4 separate regions of the Mus musculus genome follow, and regions 1, 2 and 4 are each linked to region 3. A link is a contact called in public HiChIP or PLAC-seq and promoter capture Hi-C data. All regions are on one chromosome and are shown on one strand. Each heading gives the region's core, a stretch centred on a gene start, on an enhancer-like site or on the middle of the called end of the contact. The rest is flanking DNA. Distances are from core to core; before and after follow the strand shown.

Region 1 (6,743 bases), core at 282-2,781, 1.5 Mb after region 3:
CACTGCACTCCACTGTGATAACAAAGATGGCATGGGACCGAGAGCTGACCTCATTCATGTGGGTGCTGCCCACTGCTCGGGCTTGGTTCCCCAGGTTCATCACATGCTCAATCTCCTTGACATTCTTGGTGACAAAGGAAGAGAGGTCCTTGATGTAGACCCCTGTTTCAGGATTCTCCTTCAGCTCTAGCCTCTTGCCTGGCTCCTTGGATAGCAGGTCTCGGATCTCCTCCTGGTAGATCTCCAAGTAGGAAGCACGAACCAGGTACTGCTGGTTCTGGGAGCGGGAGATGTGGGTGAAGATGTGCTCAAAGGCATTCGGGATAACCCCGCGGAGCTCTGGCTCCACCCAGGTCCCCTGCATGGTGTAGGTCTTGCCAGTGCCAGTCTGGCCATAGGCAAATACGGTGCCGTTGAAACCCTGAAGCACTGAGTCTATCAGGGGCCTCACCGTTTCGTCATACAGGTCGGCCTGCTTGGAGCTAGCATCATACACAGCATCAAAAGTGAAGGTCTTGGGCAGCTCCCCGGGTGCCGCGCGGGGGTTTCGCAGAGTCACCTGGCCCAGTTTCACGTCCATGGTCAGAATCTGCTCATGACCAGCAGCCTCCTCCTTCCTACTGAGGGGGCGGCACCGGGCCACCACCTTCAGGGCCTCGCTGGCCTTGGTCTTACTGGCCATCTTGCACCTCTGTCCTTCCAGGTGGGCCGCTCTGCAGCCTGGGCGGTCCTTCTGCCCTACTCCTAGGTCGGGATCAGTCGGGCTGGCCCAGCCCTCAGGCACCTCTCTTCAATCCGCATGCAGCCTACCAGGGTGGGGATGCAGGGAGTTGGCCCCGAGACTGCTGCAGTCCAGGCCTCCACAGCTCTCCGCGGCTTTCTGTGCACAGTCTGGAGAGGTAGAATTAGGCAGAATCCCTAGGTTACCGCGCAAGCTGCTCCTGCCGAAGGGTAGTGCCTGGAATCCACCCCATGCTGGAGCAAGAGTGAGCGCTACGGCTACAGCTTCGGCAACAATGAGATAAAGGAAGAGGAAAATGAGATGGGGGTGGGCGGCAGAGCTGTCTTTTCCTCCTCCTTTTTCCCTTCCCCTAGGGATCCATGGCGGGGGATGCGAGTCCTGGGCGGCTCGGAGGGTCCCGATCCTCCCGAGGTCAGAGGCTCACCTGGAGTCCTCCCCTCCGGGTGGAGGATCATTCATTGCAGCCAAGGCTGGCTGCTGTTGCCTCTCCTTCGCCTTCCCCGCCGCCGCCACCGGAGAATGAGAGAAAAACAGAAAAGGATGGGGCGGAACAGCGGCGGTGAGAGTGATGTTGCTGCGGCCGCTGCGCTGCGGCCCGGGTTAGGTCTCCCGTCTGGGGTGGGGCAAGGGGCGGGGCCGCGGGGCGGGGAACAAGAGCCCGGCGCGGCCCTTGGGCGAGGGACAGCGGTGCATCGCCGCCCGCACCCCACGGACCCCTCAGGGATGACAGGCTCCGGTGCCCACCCAGGTCCCGCGCCCACCAGTCGGATGCGGCGCAGCCACCGCCAGCCGTCACCCCACCGAACCCGAGCATGCTGGGAGATGTAGTCCTTCCTTTGTTAACCCGGTTCTGTCAGGTTGCTAATGCTTTCTCCAGTCCTCAAGTCTGGGAGCCCCTCCTCCCACATGCAACCCCTGAGTGTGTCTGCTGAGGCTGCACTACCCACGCGTGTTCTCTCGGCAACCGCCATTCTCGGTTTCTCACTGCTCCAACCATTTTGCTTGCAGATGGGCACATGTCACTGTCCTCCATTTCTCAGGGTGTCACCAGGCCTCCTAGAGCTTAAACTCCTAAACATTATTGGGCTCTGTGTTTTCTCTCCCTAGTCTGGTTTACTCCTGGCCTTCCTTTTAACGCTCTGCGGGAAGCACAGTTAACTGATTCCACCTCTTGTGTCTGTACATGGCCTCTGGCTCCAACTACTTCTCCATGACCTTAGGAAGGCCTGTCCATCTTCTGACCTCTCAGCCTACCTCCACTACTCTGATCCAGTCTATACTCCTAAAAACCATGCTGACACACTTTTCTAGCTCACGTGGAGCCCTGGCACTATTCTAGGCGCCGAACCCTTCTTAAGGAGACAACAGGCTGTAATAGAAATGACAGTTGCACCCTTGTGCCTTTGCCCAGAGATCCTGTTACAGTCCTTCCTCTACTGCTCTGCCACTTGGGCAGCACAAGCATTTCATCATCTGTGAAGCTGTGCTGGTTAATTTTTGTCAACACAATCTAGAGATGTCTGGGAAAAGGAAATCTCGACTGAGGAATTGCCTGCATCTGATTGGTCTGTGGGGTATATTCTTGATAGCTAATTGATGGAGGCGAGAGCCCAACCCACTGTGGGAGGTGATCCCCTGGGCAGGTAGTAATGGGTTGTATAAGAAAGATAGCAGAATGCAAGTCTGGAAGCCAGCCAGTAAATAATGTCTCTCCATGATTGCTACTTCAAGCTCCTGCCTTGAGGTCCTGATGCCGGAACCCTGCAGCGCAAATAAACCCTCTCCTCCCCCAGTTACTCTTGGCGGGCAGTGTTTTATTACAGCAACAGAGAAGCAAATTAAATCAGAAACTCTAGGGCTGGAGAGATGGCTCAGTGGTTAAGAGCACTGACTGCTCTTCTGAAGGACCTGAGTTCCATTCCCAGCAACCACATGGTAGCTCACAACCATCCGTAATGAGATCTGATGCCCTCTTCTGGTGTGTCTGAAGACAGCTACAGTGTACTCATATAAGTAAAAGTAGATAAATTTTTAAAAAGATTTATTTATTTATTTTATGTATGTGAGTGCACTGTAGTTGTACAGATGGTTGTGACCCTTCGTGTGGTTGTTGGGAGTTGAATTTTTAGGACCGCTGCTTGCTCTGATCAGCCTCGCTCCTCGCTCTGTCCCTGCTTGCTCCGGACCAAAGATTTATTTACTATACTGTATAAGTACACTGTAGCTGACTTCAGACATGCCAGAAGAGGGCGTCAGATCACATTACAATTGGTTGTGAGCCATCATGTGGTTTCTGGAATTTGAACTCAGGACCTTCAAAAGAGCAGTCAGTGTTCTTACTAAGCCATCTCACCAGCCCCTGGATAAATCTTTAAAAAACAAAACCAGAAGCTTTCTCTGACTGGGTGCTTCCATAGCAGAAAAAAAGAAAACGATGGAATTTATATCAATTAAACCTTGGGCCTAGCATTCCAGATCCTGTATGGTGCATATGTGCACTTAGGTGTGTGTGGGTGTGTGCACGTGTGCATATGCATGTGCACATGCATGTCTCTCTAAGTCAGAGATTGACCTCATTGGAAAAAAAATGTTAGCAAGGTGACTTTAATCTTAACTCTTGGGAGGCAGAATCTCTGAGTTCAAGGCCAGCCTGGTCTACAAATCAAGTTCTAGGATAGTCAGGGCTACACAGAGATTTTTGAATTTTATTTTATGTATTTGAATGTTTTGCCAACATTATATATGTTTGTATCCCGTGTATGTACCTGGTGCCCACGGAGATCAGAATTGGATGTTGATCCCCTGGAATGAGAGTTGTAGATAGTTATGATCTGCCATGTGGGTGTTGGGAACCAAACCAGTGTCCTCTGTAAGAGCAATACATGCTCTTGACCACCGAGCCATCTCTCCAGAAGCCCCTTGAGTTTGTTTGGTTTTGTTTGTTTAGTTTTAGTTTGCTTATTTGTGGTAGTTTCTCCCTGTCTGTGGAATGCACTGACTGGGTAAGTGGTTGGCCAGTGAGCTCTAAAGATGTGACAGTCTTTACCCCACTCCTACCCCAGACCCAGTCCCCCCAGTGCAGGGATTACTGGGGGGTCACAACTCAGTTCCTCAGGCCTGGGTTATCTTCCCAGGTCACATAGTATCAGCTGTGATTTCTGCCCAACATTACACTCTGCTTCAGCTTCCTCAGTGCTTAAAAGTGATTTGAGGGCTAAAGAACTGGCCTGGCCATTTAGAGTACCGGCTGCCCTCGCAGCGGGCCTGGGTTTGGTTCACCACCATCCATAACTCCAACTTCAGCTTCTTACCTCCACCAACACCAGGAGTGCACGTGGTACACATACGTAAGTGCAGGCAAACACTCCAAGACATAAAATAGGAAGAAAATAAGAATAAATAATTATTTAAAAATGGGTTTTGGTGTATGATGTTTATTTTATTCACAAATTTGTTTTGTTTTTGTTTGGTTGGTTGGTTTTGGTCTTTTGAGATAGGGTTTCTCCGTGTAACTTGCTCTATAGACCAGGCTGGCCTCAAATTTACAGAGATCTGCCTGCTTCTGCCTGTTCAGTACTGGGATTAAAAGCCAGGGTGCACTGCCACCCCCACCCCCACTACCCAGCTCTTATCTCACAAGTTTGTAAAATAAAGTTTATCAAATTAAAAAAACTGGAGATAAAAATAGGTATGGCTCCAGCCAAACTAAGATGATGCAGCAGGAAAATCAAGACTTTAGTCATCCCCAGTTACAGAACAAGTTCAAGATCAGCCTGGACAAGAGAATGCCCATCTCAAAAAATCAAAAAAGAAAAACACCTTATCTCCTTGTGTCACTGCTACCCCTTAATTCCTAGAATTTTGATTTTAGCTGGGCCAGCAGCTTAAGGTCTATCTGGTAGTTTGCCCACTTCCAGAGGTTCCTGGCCTTCCTCCTGACTCTGCTGGTCCAGCTCCAGTGATGAACTTGGCTTTGGGGCCAAATTCTGGTGACATTTTGGCTGTGCAAACTTTACCTTTCTTGGCTTTAACAACTGACTTCTGGATAGTGTTTGATTCTTGAACTACTTCCTTGCTGGGTTTGGCTTGCCTTTCCTTGCTGGGTTTGGCTTGCTTTTTGCACTTCCATCTCTGTTTGGGCCAACTCACCTGCCAGCAGGACTGGATATATATCGTTCCCACTGGCCCAGGTTCTTCTGCTTGGGAGCCGAGGGTGAAAAACCAGTGCTTCCAAGATGAAATTCCCTCTAAATAACTTAGTGTCTCCGAACAGCTTTTTTCACAGTAGGATAAGAGTGTTTACCTTCCCTTACAGGATTTACATAAAGATTAGGTCAAAAGACATGTGTGCTTGTTCTTAGGCCACAAAAGGTACTCAAGAAAAGGGGAGTCCAGGGTTAAGGATCTGGCTTAGTGGGTGGAGCACTTGCCTAGCAGACAAAAACCTGACTTTGATCCTCAGCCTCTGAAAATCTGGACACAGTGGCAAATGCCTGTAATCTGAATACTTGGGAAATTGAAGCAGGAGATTCAGAAACTGAAGGTCAACCTTGGTCTACAGTTAGTGTGAGGTCAGCCTGTGCTACAAAGAAACAAACAAGTTCCTTTTCTAAAGAAGTAAATACGTTCCTTTCCCCCTCATCCACACACAGAGCAGTGTCTCTCAAAGCAGAGTTTTGTGTCTTAAGATTTATGTATTTCTGTCTTACGTGTCTTGGTGCTTTGTCTGTATGTATGTTTGAAGGTGCCAGACCCCCTAGAATTGGAATTACTGACCGACGTGAGCTTCTATGTGGGTGCTGGGAATTGAACCCATGACCTCTGGAAGAGCAGCAGCCAGTGCTTTTAACTTCTGAGCCATCTCTCCAGCCCCATCTCTCACCATTCTTTTTGTTTGTTGTTTGTTGTTGTTGTTTTTTTTTGGGGGGGGGGACAGGGTTTCTCTGTGTAGCCTTGGCTGTCCTGGAACTCACTCTGTAGACCAGGCTGGCCTCAAACGCAGAAATTCGCCTGCCTCTGCCTCCCGAGTGCTGGGATTAAAGGCGTGTGCCACCACGCCAGACTCCACCATTCTTCCATGTTTTATTCTCCAGCTATGCTGACTTGCAGTCCCCCTAAGATGCACCACTGTTTCCCTGTGTCCCTGTGCTCCCTTGCTGCTCCTCTGCTTGAGGTGTCCTCCTCCCTCTACTCCTGTCTACATAGCCTCATCTTCCACAGCTCAACCCCACCTGGGTCCTGCTTACACTATTCAATGAGACTTTCCTTACACAGGCCTGCTTTCCCCTTCAGTAAACCCCTCTGGAAACACCCTCAAATCACACCCAGAGTTCAGAACTTTATTTTTTAATAGAGAGAGACAGAGAGAATCCTAAGTAACGCAGTCACTCTTGTGAAACAAGCACTCTTCCCCACCAAGCCGTCTGGCCAGTCCTCTATTCTACTTTGAGACAAGGTCTTTCTTTTTTGTTTGGTTTTTGTTTTTTTTCAAGACAGGGTTTCTGTGTAACTCTGGCTGTCCTGGAACTTGTTCTGCAAACCAGGCTGGCCCAGGGCTTCCACTGTGTAACTCTTACAGGACTCTTTATAGCGGGACTTGGGACAACCAAGTCTGTCTTTCTCTCCATCACGTATGTCCCCTACAGGCAAGAGCATGATTTTTGCCCCCATGCTTCCTTTTTTTTTTTCACATTCAACACACTGAATTTTGTGATTGTACAAACTTAGGCAATCACTCTTGTTTGTTAAGCAAATGAGCACATGTTAAAAACTTTTAGGGTAAGAAATTAATGAAGTGAAACCAGAAGTAACCTTCTACTGTAGTATGCTCTACTTTGACTAAAGTAGTCCCATGATTATCACTTGCATGGGCCTCCTGTAACTCCTAGGAAATGGGAAAATACTAATAATTAATTAACTAATTTTATTTATTTATTTATTTTGAGACCGGGTTTCATTGCATAGCTCTGGCTGTCCTGGAACTTACTCTGCAGACCAGGTT
Region 2 (6,662 bases), core at 2,363-4,862, 1.0 Mb after region 3:
AACAGCAGGGAGGAGGTGGTGAAGGAGACTTAGGTCAGGACCTGGAGGCGGCAGTAAGTGCTGGGGGGGGGGGGGGGTAAACAGCCCTTCTTTCTCAGGCCCTGCAAGGCAGAGCCAACCACATAAGGAACGGGACAGAACCCGCTTGGCCTCTCCCACAAAGACCCCAACCCAGCTCTTAATGCTCCAGGGGCTCCTAGGTCCCTTCCTAAGGGCTGGAGTGTTCATGGGAACATCCTAGAAGAGGGTCCACCCATCTGAAAGGTAAGGCTCTGTGTGCCTTATCTAGCTCCCTGAGATGGAAATCTTGAGGGAATCTGGGAAGTAACTTGGGTCTGGGGGCGTGGGGGTGGAGGAGAGCTGAACTCTCCAGGTGCTCTCTCAACGGAGGCCTACATGCAGGCAATAACCACTGGACTAACCAGCAACTGAAGGGCTAGGACAGAATGCATCCTAGGAGAGAGTAGGGAGCCTGTCTAGTAGCCTTCCTCATGGGCACCACTAATGTCGAATGAACGGAACACTCAGAAGAAGGCAGATCACCTTCAGTTCCTCCCACCCAGAGAGGCTGGACAAGGATCCTTCAGCTCCATCTTGTCCGTTGCTGGCTTGTGGGAAAGAATGGGGGACCGGGCATGGAACTGATGGTGAACTACCTTTAGGGACCCAGGGACATACAACAGCTTGGACTGGGGACAACCCTTGCAAGTTACCCACACACACATTTCCACACAGTACATTCAGGAGAGCACCAAGTGGAGAGGCTTCAGGGAAGCTGTGGTTTCCATCCTCTGCAGTCAGACCTGACAGATCAACACGTCATCTCTCCCCTCTCTGCCAAAGCCCACCCCTGGCAGCCCCTACCTTCTCCATGACCACTACCGTGGAGGGAAAACATACCACTCTAGCCCTATTCTGGGTCTGAAATTCCACCAGGAAAATCAGAGCCATAGAATTTCAAAGTTGGAATGGGCCTGCAAGCTGCATCCAACCCCCACCCCACAGAGGAATCCTGCCTGCAGACACCCTGACAAATGGCCATTGGCGGCCTCTCTTGGGCTCCTCCACTGTGGAAAGCAGACCTTGAGTCTAAAGGGAACACACCTTTCCTCAGGTTAGGCTCCTGGCGAACACCGGAGAGGCTGGGCCAAGTAACAAGAAAAAGTTTGGGCCACCAGGAGCACACGAATCAGGAGCTGCAGATCTGATGGGGGAAGGGTGCAAAGATAAAGCATGGAGGGGGGGGGGGAGGAGTGCGGGGGGGGGGGGGCTCTGAGAGGCAGCAGGGCCTAGAGAAGGAGGCCACAGGGAAGGGGGAGGAAGGTGCCAGACCTATGACATAAGTTGGCTTGGGGGCCCCTACCTGGACACACACACACACACACCACTCTTCGACAGAATTACCTGTCAATAACAGCTCCACAAGGGCCTTAATGGACCCCAGAGGCAGAGGGGACAAGTCAGCTTGCCCCCAAAGCCCACAGGAACTTACACAACCCAACTATCCAAAAGCAAGTGACTGCTCTAACTACCTGCAAATGGCCCCTGTCTGCACAGAGGATAGCCCAAAGAGGGTCTGCCAGGCTGCTGGGCTTTCCAAATCCCACAGGTCAGTCCTAACACCCCAGCAACGCAAGAATAGCTCCCCAGGCTGCAGCTGTCACATCTGCCTGGGAGGGAGGAGGCACAGTGGAGTAGCACCTGATCCCAGAATCCCTGCACAGCCTGCCCAGGAGGAGGTTCAGCCGCTGGCAGCTCAGGGTGAAACATGAAGACTGAACTGTCCCCGGGGATGCTGATGGCAGTCTCTGGGCACTGCAGTGAGGGGCAAGCTGGGTCACTCGGCCGAAGATACTCCTCCCCAAGGCTCCTGTCCCCTCTGGTTTGAGAGGGGGCAGTTATGCAGTCCCTAGCCCGCCCTTCCTCCCCAGCCCTACGCAGGTCAGAACTGCCCAGCTGGGTGCAAGACGCCATCTTAGGTCAAGGTGCAGCCACAGAAGGCTCCCCCTGGGAGCCCGGGAAGGGAGCTCTGAGAACCCAGTGGGAGCCTTCTCTCACCCAGGGTGTCCACACCTACTCAGCTGGCCTTGCAGGAAAAGAGGAGAGGAGGGGATGCAGAGACAGGGGGAGAGCAACTACTGAGTGGGGAGCGAAGGGAGAGGGTGCCCCCAAGAAGGCAGGCTCCAGGAAAGCAAAATGAAGTTTGGCAGCCATAGGGCTGCGGGCCCCGCGAAGAGGGGTTGGGGGAGGCTGGGGGCGGGCCCTGGACGCACGCCAGCTCGGTCCGCGCCAACGAGGGAGGGCAAGACGGCGTGGAGTAGGGAGTCCGGGTGAGGGCAGGACACGGACCGCGGCCGGAGCCGCTCGGAGGCTCGGGTGTCTCCTGAGGTGAGGGCAACATGGGGACTGAGACCCCCGATCCGCAGCCTCGGCGAGGCCTCGTCCTTCACTGTGCAGATGCGAAGCTTTCAAGGACACGTCTACACCGGCCCGGCGGGGGTGCGTGTGAGTGTATGCAAGGGGAGTCTGCCTCAGGGGGCGACCCCGGCATCCCCACCGGAGACATTTCCAGCCTTGCTGCTCCCGCCCCCGCACCTTCTAGTCCCCCGCGGCCCGGCCCGGGGATCCTCGCCCACTCCCGCCCCGCCCCCATACTGCGGCGCCGCCGCCGCCACCACCACCCCGCTCCCACGGCCCGCAGCGGGGGCAGGGAGGAGCCGGGCGCGACGCCCCCCCCTCCACGCCGTTCCGCCTGGCCTCCGCGGGAGCGTGCGCCCCCGAGCGGGCACGCTCCCCACGCGCGCGCCCCTCCCAGGCCCGCCGGCGCCCCGCACCCCCAAGCCACAGGTGGCCGCGGGAAGATCGCGACGCCGCGCTCCCCGGCGCGGGCCCCGGCCGCCCCTGGGCCCTGCCGGGGGCCTCCAGGGTCCCCCCCGCCGCGCGGAGCCTGCAGGCCCGGGGGAGGGGCGGGGCGGGCGCGGGGCCCGGGTCGTGCCAGGCTGCCATTTTCTGCCGTGGCCACGGCGCTCCCCGGCCGCCCGCGCCCCCTCCCCCTCCTCTCCCCTCCCGCCGCCCGATTCCCGGTCCCGTCCGCACTCCGCAGCGCACGGCCGCAGGCCCCGACCGGGCCCCCGGGCGGGGGCAGAGCCCGGAAGGCGGAGGCGGCGGGGCCCTGCGGCAGCGCGCGTCGGGCGGCGCGCAGGCCGGCGGAGGCCCCCCGCGGCATTGTACGGACTTGAACTTGAGCCCGGGCCGGGCGGGGGCGCCGAGGGGCGTCCGCGGCGGAGGCGGCGCGCAGAAGAGGAGCGGCGGGCGAGCGGCGGGGACATAAACAAACCCTCGGCCCGGGCGGTCCGCGCTCTCAGCACCGCGCGCCGAGTTGCGGGGTCCGAGCCGCGCTCCCCACCGCCTTGCTGTGCCCTCCCGCCCGCCCGCCCTCTCAGCTCCCGGGCCGCAGGCCGTGCTGGTTACCGTGTGGCCCGGCGGGTCGGGCGGCCCGGCTCGCCCTGCTGCCGCGGCGCCGCGTCCCGGCTCGTCCTCTGCTCGCGCCGCCGCCCGCGCCGCCTCCCGGCCCGCCCGCTGCCTGCCGCGCTCCCTCCCTCCGTCGCTGTCGCGCTCCCTCTCTCCGCCTCCTCCGCCGGGTCCCCCCCGCCCGCCTCTTCTCTCCGCCTTCCTCCTTCCCTCCCTCCGGCCGCCCGCCGCCCAGGCCTCCGCCCGCCGCTCGCCCCCCGTGGCCGCGCTGGCTCTGGCCCCGGCGCTGCGGAGCCGCCCGGGAGGCAACCCCGGGGGCCCCGGGGCGCCGCGGCGGGAGCTATCCGAGCCGCGGACGGTCCTAGCGCCCCCGGCGGGAGGAGCGGGTTCGGGACCCCGCCGCGCCCCGACTGCGGCGCTCCGGGCCGGGCACCCTGCCGGAGCTGCGATCTCGGCCGCCCTGTGCCCCTCGGGTGGTCCCCCGGCCGCAACCTCCCCACCTTGCGGCGCCCCTCTACCTGGCGCGGCTTCTGCGCTGGGTCCCCGCATCCAGCACTGGTCGTAGGGACAGCTGCCCCTCCTCTCCCGGGCCGGTGTCAAGTGCCTGCCCCCCCCCGTCCCCCCCCCTCGCCGCCCGCGGAGCCCCCGGCGGCCTTCGCCCTGCAGTTCTCCCGACCTCCACCAGAGCCCACTGCGCTTTGCGCGCCTCAGCACTGGGGCTGGGGACAGCAGCGCCTGCTCAGCCGCGTCGCCACCCACAGCCAGGTGCCGCGGTGGCCAGACGGCTGCACAGGGCCAAGGTCGGAGCGCCTGGCGCCTCGAGGCCATCCTAGAGCATCGAGCACCGCCACGGAGTGGGCTCCCTAGAAGGCAGTAAGCTTTCCGTACCTTGAGGTGTCCAAAAAGAGTTGGATGCCCTCAGGTGGGCTCTGGAAAGATCTGAAGAGGTGGAAGGTTGAACTAAATGACATTGAAGGCCTGCCTCTTCCAGCTGCAAGATTCTCTGCAGACGGGCACTAGACCTGGCTCCCTCAGTGTGGGGGTGCTCTCAGGGCTCCGGGTCTGTAGTGCTCACCTCTCCAGCTACCATCACTGGAGCTTGGCACTGAATCCCCTGACTCCCAGCCTCCTTGTCAGGCTCCTCCCTCCTGTCACTGGACAGCACCATCCATCCAGCCCTTCAGTGCCCCAGTGTCCTGAGTTGCATCTCCCACACCCACGGCACACTTATTTGCAGACCCTCAATGCTGAAGCAGGTTCCCATAGAACACGCCCCACCTAGAACACTTCACCCCATTTGAGGATCAAAGGGACAGTTGCCTAATTCATTGAAATACAGAACCACCCTTTCCTATTTGCAGGGCACATTTACACTTCAGTCTTCCCTACCCCAAAGCAACTGTCCTGACCTTTCCTAATAGCACTCAATATCGCACCCCCACCCTCCACTACTGGTGTTCATTTCTGCCACCCATAGTCTTTCACCTGGCCAGTTCTTAGGACTCGTCATGCCCTGTGAGGACAAGGACACCGTTTGCCTTCAATACAGCTCAGCACCTGTACATGCTACGTCCTCATAAATGTTGGTTGAATGACTGTATGAACTGCAGGCTTCCTGTATCCAAATCCATAGCCCTCCAAATGATGCTCCCAGCTTGACTAAGGACAAGACCATTTTAGAGAAAGGCCTCGACTTCAAGAGTTATATGGCACTACCTCTAAAGAGTAGCCACCAGCCACCAAACACTTCCATCTGTCGAGTGACTTGTACTGCTCCAACTTTTCAGTGAAGAAACCCATGCTTGGACTGGGGATGGAACTTGGTGGGAGAGCATTTGCCTGGTAACCTCCAAGTCTTGGGTTCAGGATTTAACACCACAAACAAAAAGCTCACCATGAGGCTGGAGAGACTGGCTCAGCAGTCCAAAGCACTGGCTGCTATTCCAGAGGACCTGGGTGTAGTTCTCAGCACCCACATGCCAGTTCACAACTGACTATTAACTTCAGATCCAGGGGATGTGGCAGGGATATGGTACACAGGAGCAAGAAAAACATGCTTATGCACAATTTTTAAAAGCCATCCAGGCTTAACCCTGAGTTGGGAAGTGGCAGAGCAAGAGTTAAGTCCAGGTTCATTTGACTCAGGTCAGCATATTACAGTGGGAAGAAGCCAAAACTGACCAAATGAGAGAGCCAAATGTAAGTCTGTATTCAGTACTGATGGTGCTGTCATGGGGAGCCATGACAGCATGGGATGTCTGTGATGCTCATGTAGTCAGGCCCACAGCAACTGTCAGGGGACTTGGGACCAGTGTGTAGCAGTTGCAGGGCGTCACCGTTGGCTCGAGACACCAACACTGCGTCTTTGGTCCAGCGAGGAAGCACATCAGTGCTGGGTGCTGCTGAGACGGGCTTGACCTTGAGGCTCTGTCACAGTTGGAATAAGAAGCATCCCTCTAGATAGGCTCACACATTAATGGGCAGGCCCTTTAAAGGGCTGGCCCTCTGCAGGTGGTGGGCTTTTGTTGTTGTTTTGTGGGGTTTGGTTTTGTTATTATTGTTGGGTTATTTTTGAGACAGAGTCTCTGTTATGTAGCCTTGGCTGTCCTGAAACTCATCTTGAGACTAGGCTGGTCTCAAACGCATAGAGATCCATCTGTCTCTGCCTCTCAGCGCTGGGACCAAAGGTGTGTGCCACCACACCCAGTGTTGTGGTACTGTTTTGAGAGGTTCTGGAAGCTGCGGGAAGTGGGGCCTGGCTGGGTGACCTAGGCCACTGAGTACCTTTTCTTGGGGGATATCCCTTGCCTCTCTCTGTCCCTTGCCCTGCTTCCTGACTGCTCCTCCAGCCCCCACCCCCACCATCTGCACCTGCCACCATAGTATTCTGCCTCACAGCCGGCCCCAGGAGCATGGCCCGGGACTAAACCCTCAGGAACTGTGAGCCCAAGGATGTATTTCCCCGATCAGACTGGTCTTGTGACATATTTTGTCACAAAAAGGGAAGCAGTGAGCACAGGCTTCTACACCCCCTACTTTGGTCCTAGACATTTTGGACAGAGGATGCAGCATCCATTCCAATAGAGAAGGTTATCCCCATGGTACCTACTCCCATATCTCAGTGCCATATCTCAGTGGCTTAAAAACACCAAGTTCTAGGGTGGTTTGGTGACTCTCCCAAAAGCCAAATG
Region 3 (6,991 bases), core at 2,401-4,900:
TGTCTCTGAAGGATCAAAGGGCTAAGGTGGGCAGTGGTGGCACACGCCTTTAATCCCAGCACTTGGGAGGCAGAGGCAGGCTGATTTCTGAGTTCGAGGCCAGCCTGGTCTACAGAGTGAGTTCCAGGACAGCCAGGGCTACACAGAGAAACCCTGTCTCAACAACCCAAATACATACATACATACATACACACACAAACACACATACACACACAAACACACACACACACACACACACACACACACACACACATACACACACACACACATGGAGGTCAGCAAACAACCTTTGGGAGTTGGTTCTTGCCTTCCACCATATGGGTCCTGGATGTGAACTTAGATGTTAGGCTTGGCAGCAGTCATCCTGACCTGCTGGGTCACCCTGATGACCCTCATTTTGGCTTTTTATTTTGTTGTTCTGATCTGGGAGGGAGGTGAGGCAGGGTTTCTCTCTGTAGCCCTGGCTGTCCTGGAACTCACTCTGTGGAGCAGACTGGCCTCGACCTCACAGAGACCCGTTTCCTTCCCAAGTGCTGGGATTAAAGGCGTGCACCCTTTAATAACCACCTGGGTTATTTTGCTGTTTTTTTGTTTGTTTTTTTTTAAATCACTTTTCTATTCCCAAACCCAACTACCGAACATATACCTTCAGCATATAAAAAAGTCCTTCTGAATCTGAGGATGTGGGTCATTGGTAGATTCCAGCCTCAGATGCTCAAAACCCTAGGTCCAATCCCTAGCACCCAAAGTAAAAGGAGTGAAGTTCTTTCAAAAAGCATCAAGACATTAAGGGCCTGTGTTATTTGCTACAGATACAACTTTCTAACTTGATCTGTTTTGGTCCTAAAGGAGGCAGAGGTAGCAGGATCTCTGAGAGTAAAGGGCAGCATAAGCCTCTACCTACCTACCTACCTACCTACCTACCTACCTATCTATCTACCTACCTATCTACCTACCTACCTATCTACCTACCTACCTATCTACCTACCTATCTACCTATCTACTACCTATCTACCTACCTACCTATCTACTACCTATCTACCTATCTATCTATCTATCTATCTATCTATCTATCTATCTATCTTGGGGGTGGGAGGGAGATACAGGCCGACCAGAGTCACATGGGGGGAGGGGGAAGAGTCTGAACACCACAACCATAAGGTGCACAAAGAGTCAGTGGGTTGACTTAGCCCATAAAAGTGTTTGCCATAGGACTGGTGAGATGGCTCAGTGGGTAAGAGCACCCGACTGCTTTTCTGAAGGTCCCAAGTTCAAATCCCAGCAACCACATGGTGGCTCACAACCACCCGTAATGAGATCTGACTCCCTCTTCTGGAGTGTCTGAAGACAGTTACAGTGTACTCACATGTAATAAATAAATAAATAAATAAATAAATAAATAGTGTTTGCCATAAAACCTGAGGTCAGTCTCAGAATCCCACAAAGTTAAGGGAAAGAACAAACTCACAAAAGCTGTCCTGCGACTTCCACAGATCTGCTGTAGTATGTGTGCCCCACCTCAGAAAAAACAAACCAAGCCCGGTGTGGTGGCGCACACCTTTAATCCCAGCACACGGGAGGCAGAGGCAGGCGGATTTCTGAGTTCGAGGCCAGCCTGGTCTACAGAGTGAGTTCCAGGACAGCCAGGGCTACACAGAGAAACCCTGTCTCGAAAAACAAAAAAAAAAAGGCAAGGGCTGGAGAGATGGCTCAGCAGTTAAGAGCGCTGACTGCTCTTCCCGAGGTCCTGAATTCAAATTCCAGCATCCACATGGTGGCTCGCAACCATCTGTAATGGGATCTGATGCCCTCATAACCATCTGTAATGAGATCTGATGCCCTCTTCTGGTGTGTCTGAAGACAGCTGTACTTAAATTAATTAATTAAATCAATCAATCAATCAATCTTTGGGACAAAGCAAACCAGGCCAGCAATCAATCAATCTTTGGGACAAAGCAAACCAGGCCAGAGCAAGAAGGGGAAAAAAAGGAGCCAGGCGGTGATGGTGCATTCTTTTAATCCCTGTACCGGAAAGGCAGAGGCAGACAGATCTCAAGGCCAACCTGATCTATAGAGTGAGTTCCAAGACAGCCAAGATTACACAGAGAAACCCCGTGTGTGTGTGGGGTGGGGTGGGGTCGGGGGGGAGGTTGGACAGATAAACAAAAACCCCAAACCAAATGGAAAAAGAAAAAGGATAAAATAAAAAAGAGAGAGGAAACAAAGTGTGCAGCTGTTTTCCCAGAGGAAGACGAGGTGCTGGATGCCAGAGGCGCTTCTCTAAGACAGAAAGACTGCGCTCACAGAATGTGAAGACTGAAAAATACTTGAGGGACAGCATGCAAAATTTTAGCTTGAGAAAGAGTTGAACCATTAGTCAGAGATGCAGAAGGCAGGCATGCTTTGAAGATGAGAAAGGTGTGTAGTATGTAAGGTATTTATTTTTCATACAGACCCTCACGTAGCCCAGACAGGCCTAGAGCTTCCTGTTCTCCTGCCTGCACTTCCTGAGTATTGAGAATAATACCGGTCCAGTTTATGCGGTGCAGGGGATGGAACCCAGAACCCTCTGTATGCTAGGCAAACACTCCACCGACTGAGATACTGCAAGCTGTGACAAAATTTAGTATTAGATGAGTTTTATGTAGTGGTATTAAACGTGTTTCATGAAGGTGCCTGTAAGGTAGCAGTAGATGTACCTTAGGCAGTCACAGGGAAGGATTTGGGAGTCACTGATGTAAGGTTAGTAAAGCCAAAGCAAGTAAGGATCTTATCATTTAACAAAACAAAACCTGAAAGCCAGTCAACATAGCCCAGCAGTTATCAGGGGCTTGTACACAAGCCTTATTTATACCTGAGTCCAACCCCTGGACCCCACAAAGTGGCAGGAGAGAACCAACTCACAAAAGTTGTCCTATGACTTCCAGCTATGCACCAAAGCAAGTGCACGTGCGTGCGCAAACGCTGAGGCGGGCGCGCGGGCGCAGGCACACACACACACACACACACACACACACTGCCTCGAGTCCAGCTAGGTCTAGGCTAGCACTGATTGCAAAATGACACCCAGTCTCAAAAAGACCAAACCAGATAAAAACCAAACCAAAACCAAAACTCCCCATCTAGCTTCCCAGAAGGATGAGAGACGTGAGACAGAGATACTGGCAACAGCTTAACTGATCATCCCGTTAGAGCCTCCTGGAATTAACCAAAAGCTCGGCTATTATCATTTGTAATTTAAACCAAGTTCTTAGTTCGGTTTGTTCAAACATCTCAAAGTTCGTAGGCGACTTTAACTTACTACAAACAAGGCTATATTCCTTAAGCTCTATTACCAGAAGTATCACTCGTGTATCCCAAGGGCACTTGTTAAAACCCACACCGTGAGCTTGCTTCTACTGCAGCCTGGTCCTCTTCCAACTCTCCCTCAACTTCTCCCCACGCCTACATCCCTGGGCCTGAAGTGCCACCCACTTCACACACACACACACAACGAAATACCTTAGTCTTCTGCCTCCCCGTCCCACACGTAAAATCCCGGGGCCGCTCACGTCACAGGACCGGGAATCAGAAGTCCCGGGCACCTAACGGAAGCCTCGGCCTTTGGACCTCGGAGATGCCTCTAGACTATTGGCTATTGAGTGCGTCACGTTAGCGGCGGGTCCTTCCGATGGCCATTAAGCGCGGGCTTTGCCGCAAGTGTTTCTGGGAGTTGTAGTTCCCGCGAAATCACCGCCCGAAAATCTTCACAATACACCTCAAGTGCTTCAACCTCTTTTCCCACGCAGGTCTCAACTGTTCTCTTAGAAGTGGTTGGCAAGAGCCGGGCGTGGTGGCACACGCCTTTAATCCCAGCACTTGGGAGGCAGAGGCAGGCAGATTTCTGAGTTCTAGGCCAGCCTGGTCTACAGAGTGAGTTCCAGGACAGCCAGGGCTATACAGAGAAAAAAAAAATTGGTTGGCAAGAGGGAATCGGAATTCTACAGTCAACATGTGTAAAAAGTTAGTGTTTAGTTTAGAGGGGAGTCAAGAACTCCACATTTAAAAATCCCATAAAATATCACTCCCAAAATGTAAATACATCCGTTTACCTGAAGCCAGCCTCGTAGGCCTGCCCAAGTAGCAGATCTGTTCTACCCCGATCTCAAAGTACCTGCCCAAGGCCATAACCAGTAGGGGGGTGAGGGTCAGGGTTGGAGGGTGGGGTGTCTTAAGCTTTTTTGTTTGTTTGTTTGCCTTAAGCCCTGACGACTCTAGGGCACACACACGGGTTTTTTTCTGATCCTAACGTGCACAGTACCGTAAACCAGCTTTTCTGAGCACCAACTTTAGTCCTTGTATCCTGGCAAGCTAGTATCTGCGAGCTAGCCACTTGGAAGAGTGGAGATGGAGAAACTGAGGAAAATGCGTCAAGTTCCAGTTCTGGGCCTTTGAATAAATAGGTCCTTCTCCCATACTCACCTCCCATTGGCTCTTGTCAGAAACAAATTCAGATCTGTGCAACGGGTGTAGAAAAGATGGGGGTGGGGGGCATTTCTTAAAGTCTCCTTCAGCCTTCAAGCAAATGTTTTCTCCTCCCAATGTATCTTCCTAGGGGCCATGGACGTAACCTCTGTTAGCTTAGCGTGAGTGAACAGGCCCTGGCTTCCCTGGATTCAAGTCCCAGGACCAAGGAAGCGGAATTCGGATTGGGGAAGGACAAAAGTATCTTTTTAGATCCTGGTTTGGTTTGGGTAGAGGTAAAAGAATTCATTCATTCCTTCTATAGCATTCACCATTCAGGCTGTCGCTGTATCTTCAGCACAGAGCTGATCCTCCTTTAATTCAGTTGGAATCCCCAGGGAGCAGTCCTTTACCTTGAAAGGTGAGACCTCCAATACATATACCTGCTGTAAAACTTTGAGGAATGATGAATGTGGTCTTAAGGTGGTTGAGGAAAATTCGTCAATAATTGGTTTCTTCCCTTCGCCGGCTCTGCTCCAATAGATTCGGGAAGCCTAACCCGGGTAGGTATCAGTCTCGGGTGCTTCCGTTTTACTCTGAACCCCACGGCACTGAGCACACGTATTTAAAGAGTTAGTTTAATTACCGACTTTCTCCTAGTCTGTAGGATTGAGTGGACTCCCTGGGGCTTTGCACCCTGTAGGTGCTAAATAAATATACACTGAGTGGATAGATGTGTGGATGTGCTAGTGCCGGCACGCCTCGCTCACCCTGCCTCCCCTTTCAGCCAGTGGGTTAATGGTGGTTAGTCTGGCCAGGATCCGGAGCAGCCACGTCAGGGTCGCTTCCCTCGGGCTCCGCCCCGGCCGACCCCACCTTGTCGCACAGCTCCACCCCGCCGCCCCCTTCCCGGCGGCCCCTCCCCGCGCAGGTCCTGACTCCAGCCGCACCTCCTCCGGCTCTGCAGTGGCGGCAAGAAGGCGAGCGGGAGTGCCTGCGGGGTCCGCGCCAGAGCGGAGCCGGGGTCGGGGCAGCCGCGAGGACCCCCTTGGAGGCGGGGCCTGTGGGACCGTGATGGGCGTGGAGATCGAGACCATCTCCCCAGGAGACGGTACCGGGCGGCTGGGCCCGGGAGGAGGAGGGGTCCCGGGGCGGAGTCCGCGGGCTGGGATCTGATTCCGAGGTGGCTCCGGGGACCTGAAGCGGGGAGAGGGTCAAAGATGCGGGCGACAGGAGGAGACCTCCTTCCCCGATTCTTGTGGGTTTCAGAGGACAACGCACCATCCCATTCTGCGCCCGCTCACCTTGGGGAGTGAAGGCGGCCACCTTAGGGCAAGGGGGTTATGTCCAGCCACTGTCCTAGGCTGCGGCTGCTATCTCCTGAGCTGCAACCTCTCGATTAACCGCTGCTACTGACTTCCCAGGTTTGAATTTCTGTTCCGTTTTTCCTGTTCGGTTCCAGGGATGATCTCGCTTTGGGGGTTCCTGCTGTACAGAGAAACCCCTCCTATTGCACCACACCTCCCCGCCCCTCTTGTCTGGAGGCCCCCAGGGCTGGGCAGTGGTTAGTTGTGGAGAGAGCCAATTTGGGAGCCTGCCACTCCTTTGGCTGCTTCTGCTTCCTATTTCACCCTCCCGGTCCTACTCACCCTTCCTGGTCATCTGCCCTCTACCATGCCCTCCTCAGTCAAAACCCAGCCTTCGGACCTGCTGCTTGATCCTCCTGGGGGGTCCATGGTGCCGGGTCAGCCAGGTCAAAACAACTCGCGTTCCATAATTTGGTTCATCGCCCCACCCCACCCCCTCCTCCCAGTCTATCTATCTCTGGGTTCCCTGTCTCACCAAGTTTCCTCAACTATTTAGAAAACTGGGTGTATTCAACATATTCAAGGAGTAGCTATTTCTTAAGCAAAATTTAATCCAGACCAAAAGCCACCCCCAAGGTCCAGAGTGTTTAACAAGCAAACTTGCTGTTGGATATTATTGGCATGCTCCTTCGCAGGGAGTTAAAGGGCTTCTTGGTTACAAACCGAGGGCTTCCTGGAAGTACCCGATACTGCCCAGATCACTCCTTGCAGATACACGTTTCTTCCCAGGCCTTGTCACCCACACAGCCTCTGAGCTGTCTCCCCATCTTCGTTCTCCCCGCCTTCCATTTGACTTCCGTTCTCAGTCCCCTCATTTTTCTCACAGGTCCCCTAAAATGCAGAGCTTTAAGGGCCCCTCCCTCAGGAAGAAAATCATTAAAAGACTCTTCCCCCTACTTCTGCAAGCAGCTGCCCTCTTGGTGATTGCTAGGGCGGGAGGGATCCACACTGGCACTTCCTCTTTCGATACTTACTATCCATGCATCCACAACCAACTTCACCAAGCCACTTGTGAGTTGTTAAACAAACCACTCATTTAGCAGATATTTATGGAACGTGTACACTGTGTGCTGGACCTAGGGTTACAGGATGGAACCAATGGGCTCTCACTGTGACTGGACTCTAGGACCCTAAGGATTTGTGTGTTTCCTGGTGGAACCCTTGTGCTTGCTAGGCACCTG
Region 4 (6,715 bases), core at 383-2,882, 1.5 Mb after region 3:
TCCAATTCTCTTTTGTTATCAAAGATGACTCTACACTTCTGATTTTCTGGTCCCCAACTTGCAAGAATTGAACCCAGGGCTTCATTTATGCTAGACAGGCACTGTACAAGTGCGCTACATCCCCAGCTCCTTGAAGATTTTCCTGGGGTGCTCAAGATTATGACTGAGCTAAGACAAAGCTGAGAAGCTTACCGACAACTTTTAATAGAATTGTTGATTCATGATACAGCACGACAGTCCCAGCTGGAGGAAGAATGATTTGGAGGATATAGTTTAATGAGAAAACTAAAACCAATCAGAGAATCAACTGGGAGATGGTTTAGAGAACACAAACACCTTCAAAGGCTTATGGGTGTTTAGAAGGAGGACAAGTCTTTGAAGAGCATGATCACATCTAAGATGGTCAGAAAAGAACATGATCAAAGGCTTTACTTACACATGAAATGCACATGTTGGTGATGGCGAGGTGTCTGCCAAAGTGTAGCTTATTTTTATTTAATATGCTTATATATTTGTTATATGCTAATTAGTTATGTGTGTGTGTATATAAAATTTACCTAAATAAAAATCTCCTTATTGGTGAATCAGCTCATCAGGTTCAACCATTCTACCATCACATTCTGCGGGTGCTGGAGCATACTTAGAAAGGTAAGTTAGAAATTTGCTTATTTCGACTATAGAAAGGAAGAAAAGGGAGGTGTAAATAAAACTGATAGGGAGAGAGGGAAAAGGGACAAAACTAGAGAAAAGACATGGCACAGGTGTGGTGGAGTTACCCCACCAGAGTAGCCCTCAGGAGGCTGAGACTGGAGATTCATGAATTGGAAGTCAGTACTGGTGTACAGACTTTGCAACAAAACAACCAACCTACAAACAAGTGAAAAGCAAGGAAGAGATCGGTTGGGATGGGGCAGGCTTTCAGATTTTCGATTTGGTGGTACAACTTTGGCTACAGTGACCGCCCGCCTTTTCTGAATAGAGCGCTTCAGCTCCCGGGATTCCAAGGGCTGCTTAGGCCCGAAGCAGCAAAGAAGCTTCCATTCGCAGGGAGGTTCTCCCCGCACCCGGGGTTCCTCAGGCCGATGACATCATTCCAACCCCAGGAGCGCTGCGCCTTTTTCAGTTTGGAATCCCGGCTCTATCAACTCTAGCTTCTTAAGGAGACCAGGTTGTCAGGACCAGCCCACAAGCGGGATCTCTTCTGGAGATGTCCGGGTTTAGTAAGGAGGTTCCTGAGTGGCCCAGAGCACTTCTTTCTCTCTCATCTATATGAACTATACACACACACACACACACACAGCCAGCCACGCCCGTCGCTGGGCTAACATCCTTAGCTCCTCAACAGGATACTGAGAGGGAGTAGAGGATTCCAGCAGTCAGCTGGGCGCCCCGGAAAAGGCAAGGGAGGGAGGGCAGGAGCTATACGGACGTAGTGCGCCTGCGCAGTTCCCGGGCCGCACCTCCCCCGCGGGGCGTGTTCGTCAAGCCGCTCACCCAATCAGGAGGCCGTAGGGAGCGCGCCCGCGGCCTCGCCCCCTCTGGTCCCGCCTCCGCGTGCCCTACTTGCCCGCCCGCGCGCGTGCGCAGAGGCGGGCCGCAGGGGCGAGGGCGCGAGAGAAGGGCGGGTGTACGTCCTTGCGTGCGTCTCAGGCTGCGCGCACGCCGGCGTGAGAGGGCACGGGGAAAAAGGTGGCTCTGGCCGGGGCGGCTCTGTTTCCTGGGGTTATGTAGCAGGGCTTGTCGGCTCGCGAGACCTCCCGCTGCCCTCGCCCGTGTCCTAGCGCGGGGTTTCTGCTCCGGGCGGAGGCCGTGTTCAAGCCCGCCGCGCTCCCTCGACGTAGAGCTCGCTCGTCCGCCCGTGGGAGCGTCCCGGCCGAGCTGCGCTGAGGGGGGAGGGGAGGCCATTTTGTCCCGACCGACTCCCCGGAACCGGGCGGAGCGGCTGGGAGAGGCTGCGGAGCCGCGGGCGCCGCCCCTCGGAGGCACGGGCGCCGCCACCGTCGGGGCTTCCTCGACGAGGCCGTTCGGAAGGTCTCCTGCTCCGTCTCGAGAGCTGCTTTCTCCTTCCGCACACGCTACCCGGCTGCTGCGGCCCCAGAACGCCCGGGTGAGGAGTTGGTTGTAGTGAGCAGTTCCGATCCCTTGGGGCTACCGGCGGCGAGCGCCCGAGCCGCTCCTCCCAATGGCGAAGAAGACGTACGACCTGCTTTTCAAGCTGCTCCTGATCGGGGACTCGGGAGTGGGCAAGACCTGCGTCCTTTTTCGTTTTTCGGACGATGCCTTCAATACCACCTTTATTTCCACCATAGGTAAGACCTGTGGGAGGATGGTGTGGGGGCTCTGTAGCCGCGAGCCGTTTTCTTTTATTCCAGACATCTTGCTTCCCGGAATTTACGCCTTTGTTCCAGTGATTCCGATTCCAGACGACAGACCTAAGTTACTGTTGGAATCGGAATAGCCTTACTGGGGCGGGGTCTTCCCATGCTTACCATCCGGTCTCAAGTCTCCTTCTCTGTTCGGTGCCTTCTGGCACAAAATATGCAGCATTTAGCAGCGTTCCAGAATCCGGTTTCTTTAAGTGACTTGCCTGGCCTTACCATAATTGCATGAAGTTACTTGATGTGCTATTTGTAATAGACGTAATTTAGTGGTTGGGATTGAAGCAGTACTGGCTATGTGGCAAAGGCCCGAATTGGGGGTCAAAGAGAAAATATTCTATCTGACTGTAACTTGGAGTAAACTTGAGAGTTGCAGAATCATTAAGGAAAATGAGAGGGGCGGGGGAAAGTGAGTTGGCTGTCTTGACTGAACCATTGATGTGTCAAACAATCGGAGGCCCTTCGTGCTTGGGGTGGGAATCTGGCATGGTTGGCTCACAGTGCTTTTTCAAGACCTCAACGAAGCAGATGGACGGTTTCTGTTTTCAACCCAATGGAATCAAGTCAAGTTCTAATGTTTTACTTGATGTTAGAATTTACAGGAAAATCTTTCGTCAGTCATGGCTCTAAGGACTTCTAATGTACTACCACATATTTCGGAATTACTTGGTATGGAAATAAAAACTGACCTTTTAAATGGGTTTCCTGTTTCGGAAATGAAAAGGGAAGGTTTCAAGAAAGTCGTTTTGACGCTGGCACCAACATCAATTTTGTCAAAGTAACTGTACATGACCACCCCCCTCCCTGGTTTTTTAAAGTATCCGGTGTCTTTCATTTTTGAACCTCAGCTCCGGCATTAGAGCAGTGCAGGAAAACTTGTGATAAATGTAACTAGCTTCACGATGAGAAGCGACTCTAGTGGTTTTCCTTAAGAATTGTGAAAATCTTGTTTTAACCAATTTATAGTATAGGATTTCCTTAAGACATATTTGTAAGTAGCTTAAGCATATTTTCGCAAAATATGCTTAAGTTATACTGCAATTAAGATGAGCAAATTTTTATTTAAAATAGGTTGTTTTACCTTACTGGTGGGCAGGATTGTCAAAATATCACGAAGCTTGAACTTGTCCTCTGCTTAGTGGGTTAGCACTTACACAGCACTAAGTTTGCTTTGAAGTGTAGCTGGGTCAGTCAGGTGGCTAGATCAGCAAATATTTATTGAGCACCAAGTTCTAGGCACTGTTAAAAGCGTTGAAAATAAGTGGTCGATACAATAGACCCCTTGAGCATTCTGATAAAGAAGGCAACAACAGTGTGCAAAGCACTAGAGTGAGGAGAGGGAGGAAGGGGAGTAGTCTGAATTATGGGGAATCTGCTTTGCATGGATGTTTAAAACGTAGTCTGAAAGACAAGTATGAATTGGATCAGAGGAGAGGTAGCCTCTTTGAAAGAGAATTTAGTGTGCGATCCTTTTTTTTTTAACCTGCTCTTGAGAACGGGTAGGTGAAAGTAGGAAGTAAAGTTTCCTGGTGAAGAAAGCTACTTAGCCCCCCAGCTGCCTGTCCTCAGGTACTGGGCATTGACTAACCTCATGCGTGGTAGGCAAGCTGCTGAGTTACACCTCCAGTCCTCCTTGTATCCATAGTCTTCATTGTCCTTTGACTTAGGGAGATGGGTTGTTTCCCATGCAGCCTGCTGTTTTGAATTCCTGGCTCCACAGGAATTGCAACTTTGGCTACAGTGTCTTATTCGACAGTGCAAATGCCATGTATGGTGCTTGTGAGGATTAATACAGGTCAGCGAGAGCAAAGCACCTAACAATGGTGCCAGGTACTTTGTAGGAACACAGTGCAGATTTGTGCAGAATATATGGCCTTCCTGATACTGGTGTGTGACAGAATAAGTTGCTTTATGGATTGAATATGTCTTGTGTGTAATGGCTGCTTGAATATCTGTTGGTGCTCTGCTAAACAATTATACAATAACCTCTGACATTTATACATTTTGATATAAAAACATTTGATGTTTTGACACAAGATTTGAATAAAGTAAGCTAAGAAAATGAACAAAATTCTGACAATTCTTAGTCCAGCTCATACTTGACTCTTTGCAGATTTTGAATTCTGTTAGCCTCATAAACTTTGGTAGTCACAAAGGAAAAAAATTAATATCTTTCAACTCGTCAAAGATGCACATATGCCTACAATTTTAAACAGATATTTTACATTGTTTCCAACTAGTGTGGGAGCTATATGGACAGCTCTTCTCAATTTATATTAGGCATATTTCAGCTCTGTTGCCAATGTGACTAGTTGCTACCATATATTGACAGTATATGTCTAAACAACAGAAAAGTAGTCAATTGATACATATCTAACTAAAGATACTTGGAATGTTTATCACTTTAGGACATGTAAAATACAACATATTTTCAGTGGACCAGAGTCCTGTCTCCTTTCAGGTGTGCATTCTACCACTGAGATACACACCTAGCATCAAAACCTGCACTAACAAAGCAGTAGTCATTTTACAAGGGTTTCAAAGGACTGGGCTGCAAGGATTCCAGGCCGGGTGGGTTTTGCTTCTTACTGGATAGCTCTGAAGGAAGGCTTTTTAGATTTATGATTCTTACAGTGCTCACCAGGATGACTGTTCTTGTTTTTCTGTATACCTTCAATTCTTACATATCCATATTAGAAATCATGTAAGTTTTTGTGATCCCATCTATTGCATACTGTTGCAAAAATAAATTATTGGTATGTTTCATATTTAAGTTTATGAGGCTAACAATTCAAAATCTGCAAAGTGAATCTAAAGTCACAGCTGGCGGTGGTTCTAATTCCAAAACTTGAGTGGCTAAGGCAGGAGGATCACAGGGTCAAATAGCAAGACTGCTAACAACATCGAAAAAGTGAGTCTAAGATCATTTGAATAATATTTAATATATATAATGTAATATATAACATATTATAATATATAATAATACAGAGGCAGGAGTCTATGCCTTTTTTCCCCCCTGTAGTTGCTAAGTCCTAGAAGAGGTGGGTGATGAATAATGAACAGAGGTAGGAGGAGAGATAGGATATAGTACAGTGATACCCTCTTCATACAGAACATACTGGACCAGGGCTAACTTATTTTACTACTTTACTTTTAATTTTCTTTCTGAGTATTGTGAAGTAAATAAATTGTGATCAGATTTTACTTAATAGTAAGTATTAGCTGTTTGATAATTGAGAAATTTGTGGGGTGTGTTTGTGTTGCATGTGGAGGCCAGAGGATGAGGTCAGGTGTGGGCCTCTGTTCTCTCCATTGTGCTTTTTGAGATAGGGTCGCTCATTGAACCCTGAGCCTGCTGATTGATTGCTGGCAAGCAAGCCCTCAAGATCCTCCTGTCTCATTTTTCCCAGTGCTGGGATTCCCTATGCCATGCCTAGCTTTTTACTTGGTTGTTGGAAATCTGCACTCAGGTTCTATGGTTTTACATCAGACACTCTAGGGCAAAACTGGTCTTAGAAATTTAATGATTGTTTGGAAAGTAATTAAGAAAGTAAGTAATTACTGGTTTTAGATGTACACAAATTTCAGTGGTTGATTTGACCGTAATTTTCTTGGCAGTATGCACTCTGGAAAGTATTACTCAATGATAGGATAATTACAAGAATTTGTTGTTGTTCTTCTTTTTCTTCTTTTTTCCTCTGTTAAGATTTATTAATTTATTTTATGTATATGAGTGCATTGTAGCTGTCTTCAGACATACCAGAAGAGGGCATCATATCTCTTTATAGATGGTCGTGAGCTACCATGTGGTTGCTGGTAATTGAACTCAGGACCTCTGGAAGAGCAGTCTGTGCTTTTAATGCCTGAGCCATCATACTAGCCCAAGAATTTGTTCTTAAAGTACATTTTTTCCCCCCATTTTTGTTTTTTTGAAACAGTGTTTCTCTGTCCTTAGCTGTTCTGGAACTTGCTTTGTAGACCAGGTTGGTTTCAAACTCAGGGATCCACCTGCCTCTGCCTCCCAAGTGCTGGGATTAAATGTATGAGCCATCACCACCTGGCAAAGCACACGTGTCCATGTGTTTTGTGTGTGTGTGTGTGTGTGTGTTAGCTTAATATTATTTATTTTATGTGTTTGAGTGTTTTGTCTCCACGTTTGTATGTAGACTTTGTGCCTAGTGTCCTTTGAAGCCAGAGGTGGTAGATCTTCCAGAACTGGGGTTGTAGACAGGAGCCACTATGTGGGTGCTGGGAACTAAATCCAGGTCCTCTGCAAGTACTCTTAACTGCTGAGCCATCTCTCCAGCCTGTTTGGTTTTTTGAGAACAGGGTTTCTC

Evidence for each region. Promoter capture Hi-C pulls out the DNA fragments that hold promoters and counts their contacts. HiChIP or PLAC-seq counts read pairs in DNA pulled down with a chosen protein or histone mark. Capture Hi-C pulls out chosen DNA fragments and counts their contacts.
Region 1: a promoter capture Hi-C map of liver shows a contact between it and region 3, with 3 times the contacts expected there. The contact joins the promoter of Kif3c here to the promoter of Wdcp in region 3. A contact is called at or near these places in 2 of 39 promoter capture datasets (liver and pre-B cells) and 1 of 9 other capture datasets (liver).
Region 2: a contact with region 3 is called in an H3K4me3 HiChIP or PLAC-seq map of stem cell-derived neural progenitor cells, with 4 times the contacts expected there. The contact joins the promoter of Dnmt3a here to the promoter of Wdcp in region 3. A contact is called at or near these places in 2 of 39 promoter capture datasets (liver and pre-B cells), 1 of 115 datasets of contacts at active chromatin or transcription factors (stem cell-derived neural progenitor cells) and 2 of 9 other capture datasets (adipose tissue and liver).
Region 4: a contact with region 3 is called in a promoter capture Hi-C map of pre-B cells, with 2.9 times the contacts expected there. The contact joins the promoter of Rab10 here to the promoter of Wdcp in region 3. A contact is called at or near these places in 1 of 39 promoter capture datasets (pre-B cells) and 2 of 9 other capture datasets (adipose tissue and liver).

What each region holds. Positions count from the first base shown.
Region 1 is chr12:3,359,920-3,366,662 of GRCm38.p6, reverse strand. Kif3c (kinesin family member 3C) reads right to left here and starts at 1,531. Exons shown (of 8, transcript NM_008445.2): 1 at 1-1,531. The coding sequence starts at 682. It overlaps I920046F24Rik (RIKEN cDNA I920046F24 gene), which reads left to right and starts at 1,090. Exons shown (of 1, transcript NR_164312.1): 1 at 1,090-3,154.
Region 2 is chr12:3,803,930-3,810,591 of GRCm38.p6, reverse strand. It overlaps Dnmt3a (DNA methyltransferase 3A), which reads right to left and starts at 3,612. Exons shown (of 23, transcript NM_007872.4): 1 at 3,472-3,612.
Region 3 is chr12:4,839,962-4,846,952 of GRCm38.p6, reverse strand. Wdcp (WD repeat and coiled coil containing) reads right to left here and starts at 3,650. Exons shown (of 4, transcript NM_001170858.1): 1 at 3,502-3,650. Fkbp1b (FK506 binding protein 1b) reads left to right here and starts at 5,380. Exons shown (of 4, transcript NM_016863.4): 1 at 5,380-5,554. The coding sequence starts at 5,518.
Region 4 is chr12:3,304,886-3,311,600 of GRCm38.p6, reverse strand. Rab10 (RAB10, member RAS oncogene family) reads left to right here and starts at 1,632. Exons shown (of 6, transcript NM_016676.5): 1 at 1,632-2,309. The coding sequence starts at 2,183.